2 separate regions of the Xenopus tropicalis genome follow, and region 2 is linked to region 1. A link is a contact called in public Hi-C data. All regions are on one chromosome and are shown on one strand. The core of a region is the stretch at or near the end of the contact, and the rest is flanking DNA. Distances in the headings are between cores, read along the strand shown. Region 1 overlaps slc23a2 (solute carrier family 23 (ascorbic acid transporter), member 2). Region 2 holds the start of rassf2 (Ras association domain family member 2).

The links. Hi-C and Micro-C count contacts between places; a contact is called where the count stands out from the background.
Region 2: a Hi-C map of tailbud embryo shows a contact between it and region 1, with 1.7 times the contacts expected there. The contact joins the promoter of rassf2 here to the enhancer-like site in region 1. A contact is called at or near these places in 4 of 5 Hi-C or Micro-C datasets (gastrula embryo, liver, neurula embryo and 1 more).

What each region holds. Positions count from the first base shown.
Region 1 is chr3:123,063,144-123,065,986 of UCB_Xtro_10.0, reverse strand. The region is part of intron 1 of slc23a2 (solute carrier family 23 (ascorbic acid transporter), member 2); the gene reads right to left. Among named protein-coding and RNA genes, the nearest start is that of slc23a2, 15 kb to the right of the region's middle. Within about 2 kb of position 1,561, at least 2 of the 11 cell types and tissues checked have an H3K27ac peak or open chromatin away from gene starts, as enhancers often do. A contact at or near this core is called in gastrula embryo, where this site is marked.
Region 2 is chr3:123,118,471-123,121,260 of UCB_Xtro_10.0, reverse strand. rassf2 (Ras association domain family member 2) reads right to left here and starts at 1,496. Exons shown (of 12, transcript NM_001015703.1): 1 at 1,481-1,496.

The DNA of each region.
Region 1 (2,843 bases), core at 312-2,811:
TACCTGTCTGCCTCTGCGTGGCCCTCAGCCCCAGCACCCCTGGCTACTACCTGTCTGCCTCTGCGTGGCCCTCAGCCCCAGCACCCCTGGCTACTACCTGTCTGCCTCAGCGTGGCCCTCAGCCCCAGCACCCCTGGCTACTACCTGTCTGCCTCCCTGTGGTCCTCAGCCCCAGCATTCCTGGCTACTACCTGTCTGCCTCAGCGTGGCCCTCAGCCCCAGCATCCCTGGCTACTACCTGTTTGCCTCAGCGTGGCTGAGGAGTTCCCAACCTTTCTTAAGGGTGAAGGCACACAGAGCAACTCGTAGCAGCTACTTTATCACAGCTACTAAATGCCAAAAAATACCCTGCCATAGACAATGCTGAGAATTGCCTCTGCTGAAACACACATTCAAAGAGTTATCAGTAAATGAAGTAAAACAAGTAGCTACTACTAGTAACCAGGGCTGTGAAGTCGGAGTCAAAGGCAATTTTGGGTACCTGGAGTTGGAGTCGGCAAAAAATGAACCGACTCCGACTCACTCACATTCCCCCTATCTTCTCACCGTCTAATTGTGTAGCCAGTGCAAGGGCATGGGCATCAGGTCCCCCCATTCTGGCACATACACAAGATTTTGGGACGATACAAAGCTTGCCTTAATAACAGTGCCCACAAAATGGCAGCTGCCTGCTGGCTGTGATTATTAACAAGATTTATATGATTTATATAGTTGATAAAGTCAGTTTTGCTTAACAAACACAATAGAAAAGAAACGAATTATTTCCTAGAGTGACAGGTCCCCTTTAAGACTGAAGCTTTAAAACATTTGAAAAACTGCTGTAATTCAGCTGTAATGTTAGCTTAAACTTTAAACATGCCTATGGGATTCTAGGGAAATCATTAGGAGTAGGAGTATAGATAAAATTGTCTATCAGTTTATTATCAGTTCAGTTGTGTTTTAAGTGCCACTTCCCCCCTGCCCCTTCCTGGATGTATAAAATACATTAGAATATTAAAAACAGAGGAGTCGGAGTCGTGGATTCGGAAGTATCAGAAACTGAGGAGTCGGAGTCGGAAAATTTATCTACCGACTCCACAGCCCTGCTAGTAACTCTGTGTGTCTTCACCCTAAAGCTGGCCATACACGTGGCGATCTGACGATGTTTCGTGCGACCATCGGTCGCACGAAACATCGTCAGATCCGCCACACACCATTCAGGGCTGAATCGGCAGGTAAGGAGGTAGAAACAATAGGATTTCTACCTCCTTCTGCCGATTCAGCGCTGAAGGGAGATTTTGGTCAGGCGCCTTCTATGGCGCCCGATCAAAATTTTCAAACTGGGCGAGTCGGCCGATATCAGCAGCTTCCTGCGATATCGGTCGACTCGCCGACATACCATACACGCACCAAATATCGTACGAAACGAGGTTTCGTACGCTATTATCTGTGTGTGTATGGCCACCTTAACAGTGTCAGTTCAGGAGGTATGCAGTGAACAACTGTCTACTGTTTATGCTGATATATTTAACATCTCTTTGCAGAGCTTAATTGTTCCTATTTGGTTTACAAATACTATCACTGTTCCTGCTGCTAAAACAAATAAAGCGGCCTGCTTTATCACCTTTTAGCACAAACTTCTATCGTAATGAAGTGCTTTGAAAGATTGATGTTAAAACTTTAATTCCTCTGCAGTTTGCATGCCGCCATAATCAGATCTACTGAGGACGCAATTTCACATATGCTTCATACAATTCTAGCTCATTTGGACAATAAAGACTGTTATGACAGGATGTTATTTGCGGATTATAGTTCTGCATCTAACACAGTTATTATTCCTACAGAATTGATTCAAAAGCTGTTGGGTCTGGTTCCTGGATTTTCTCACAAATAGACCACAGCATGCATGGGTTGGTTAAATAAACTGTTTCTTAATACCGGTACACCAAGGAAATATTTTGAGCCTGATGCTGTCTTCTCTGTTCACACATGATTGTATGTCCAGACACAAGCTAATACCATCATTGAATTTGCTGACGACCATTGTGGGACTAATCACTAATAACGATGAAATGGCCTACAGAGAAGAGCTCAGACTCCTGGCAGAGTGGTGTCAGGAGAATAACCTTTCTCTCAAAGGAGAACTAAACCCTAAAAATTAATATGGCTCAGTGGCCTCTGAGGAGCTGCTGAGAAGCTAAACTTAGGGGGCGTCGCAAATTATCAAGCAGAAAATTATGTCAGCCTGTTATTTAAGCCAGTGTTTTTCAACCTTTTTTGGGCAAAGGCACACTTGTTTCATGAAAAAAATCACGAGGCACACCACCATTAGAAAATGTTAAAAAATTTAACTCTGTGCCCAGCAGCAGTGCCCCCCTAGTACATTGGTGCCCAGCAGCAGTGCCCCCTAGTACATTGGTGCCAAGAGCAGTGCCCCCCTAGTACATTGGAGCCCAGCAGCAGTGCCCCCTAGTACATTGGTGCCAAGAGCAGTGCCCCCCTAGTACATTGGTGCCCAGCAGCAGTGCCCCCTAGTACATTGGTGCCAAGAGCAGTGCCCCCCTAGTACATTGGTGCCCAGCAGCAGTGCCCCCTAGTACATTGGTGCCAAGAGCAGTGCCCCCCTAGTACATTGGTGCCCAGCAGCAGTGCCCCCTAGTACATTGGTGCCAAGAGCAGTGCCCCCCTAGTACATTGGTGCCCAGCAGCAGTGCCCCCCTAGTACATTGGTGCCAAGAGCAGTGCCCCCCTAGTACATTGGTGCCCTGCCTACGGCACACCAGGCAACATCTCGCGGCACACTAGTGTGCCACGGAACAGTGGTTGAAAAACGCTGATTTAAGCTGATGCTTAAATTGTGACAT
Region 2 (2,790 bases), core at 247-2,746, 55 kb before region 1:
ATTTGAACCTGCCCCTTGCATTTTTACACTGAGCGCAGTTTCCTGCTTGGCTTTAGTGACAGCCTTACAGTGGGTACCAGGAACAGTTTTAGGCTCAGCAGAGCACATGATTTGATCAGAGATCAACCTATCCCAATTGCTCGGTCAATGACTTTTACATATCATGGTTCTGAGACGAATATTCTGTGATGTACGAAATGCAAAGTGCCAGCCTATCTACACCACGTGCATAAGGAGCACCCTGGGGCAGTGTATTATTATGCGCATGGCTGTGCCCCATTAGCCCCAACATGGCTGCTGCGCTGCAACCTCCCTCCTGCTTGTGGGGCCAGAACACTTGAGAGGGGGCATATCTCAGTATTTCAGAAAAAAATCTATTGTTTTCCCCATCCACAGTGTGAGGTCTATAAGCCCAAAGCTCTGGTGGGGGGAACCAATTTTAAGGTGACATTTGTATCTTCCTCCAACACAAAAGTAGGAATTTGATGTAACTACATTTCATTTGATATTAGCACTGACGTGGCAAAAATCAGTTAAACACAAACACAATGTGATACATTCCCTTTAACCCCAGAACACCTCCCTTGCCTGTGCTACACAGAGCTGACATCCTCATATGATTTCTAAAGGGCAAGTGAACAACAGCAGAAAAAGTTCGTCAGAGTTTCATTTGCTTTTCTCTCCCCAGATGTCCCACTTATCATGACTTTAGGGTGGCTGAATGTGGGGGGGCCTGTCTAGGTCTCCAATTCACTTGTTTGCTCTGGTTGCACCATTGGATAATCTGCCCCATATCTTTCTGGTCCCTTACTAACTCAGAGCCACCCCTACATGCTACTGCACTTCCAAAGCTCCTGTCTTGTGACTCCTTTCTGTAAAAATCATTTGGATTCATTCCTCAAATTCCATTTCTTTCTTTCTCCATGTATTTAGACAAATAAACACACTGTTCGCTGGGATGAACTTAACCAGTAAGTTGCTGGATGTGGCTGATCTACATGGCAGGAGAAATATTCATCAAAGCTCAAGTCCCTGCACACACCTGTCCCACACAGTTAGTGGCTGTACTACAACTCCCAGCATCCCACTGACAGCCTGGGACACAGCTTGGCTTTCTCTCTTACAACAAGCATCACATTCCCTATAGCAGGGGAGAAATAATAGGAACACCTTGGAAATACTTATGAACACAATGCAGTCACAACGTGCTTCCAATCTATGCTTCAGGCTGCAAGGTGCTCCGACGTGCGATCCTCCAGCTGTTGGTGCAACTGCGACTAACAGCATCCACGGCTCTCAGTGTGTGTTGAAAGTTGCAGTTCAAGCAAGTGCAGGAGGTTGCACATTCCAATTGGAGTCAGAGATGGTCAAAAATAGGCATATTTGGAGGGAAATGAAATACAGGGAGATAGGGGTACAGAGCCCAGTATATACCAAGAGCAGGCGGATGCATAGTAAAGGGGCAGCGGGATGTACTCACCCTGTCCCTGTGCCAGGGAGGGCTCTGCCCGTATAGATCCTTGCAGGGTGCTGCTAATGCCAATGCTATAGGCTCCCAGCCTTCTGCCTATCAGTAGCGGGAAGTGTGCGCTGTGCATGGAGCAGCTGTGCCTCTCTGGCTCTCCCCTCTGGCCAATAGCAGTGCGCGGTGCTGTGGGGGCCGGAGCCCCATTGGCCAGAGACTCCCCTATTGGCTGCCTCGCACAGACAATGCTCACACAGGGAGGGGGGGTTGTGCCCTCCCAGCATCTGTCTGACAGAGCGGCTTCTTCCTCATGCCTGTGCGGGGAACGGGGGGTTTCTGGGGAGGGGAGAGGCTTTGTAACCTCTGTGGGACGTGGGAAACTTGCACAAACAGCCCTGACGCTTGGGCCCCGAGTAATACAGGGCTCGGCTCCATACATGGGCCCCGAGTAATACAGGGCTCGGCTCCATACATGGGCCCCGAGTAATACAGGGCTCGGCTCCATACATGGGCCCCGAGTAATACAGGGCTCGGCTCCATACATGGGCCCCGAGTAATACAGGGCTCGGCTCCATACATGGGCCCCGAGTAATACAGGGCTCGGCTCCATACATGGGCCCCGAGTAATACAGGGCTCGGCTCCATACATGGGCCCCGAGTAATACAGGGCTCGGCTCCATACATGGGCCCGCGTTATAGAGCTAGACTTGGCATGGACTGTCAGCGCAGGGGCAAGATGGAAGCAGCCTGGCACTGTTTATGGGGAGAGGCACCCCATGGTGCTTATTGGGTTATACACTAACGCCATAGGGTGACTGTAGGGCTGGGCAGTAACGCTATGGGCACATCCAGTTAATAAATACACACAGAAAACACTGGGTCACAGCCCTAACAGAAATGTAGGCAAACTGCTCTAGTTATTATATCTCTGTGCAATTAAAGGGCTGATTAAGTTCTATAGGGTTGCCACCTGACTGGGCACATCCACATCCTATACGGCTAATTAGCAATTAATTCAGATGTATTCTGCATGGCTACACATTAATCAGTTTAGTCTGCAGCATGCAATTACATTCATTTCTAATTAGCCATGCTGGGTGTGGATTTAACATGTGGCTGGTATGAAAGGGGTGAGGCAACCCTGCCTATACATTCACTTACATGCATGGTCTCACACAAAGCAGTGTAGTTATGAGTAATTAGCCATGCAGCCTGCATGTAATGAGTAGGAGGGGAACAGAACATAACCCCATGTACATGTATGTAAGTAGCCATGTAGCACTGGCACCTTGGGGCATTCCCACTCTCAGTGCCACCCCCTGCCC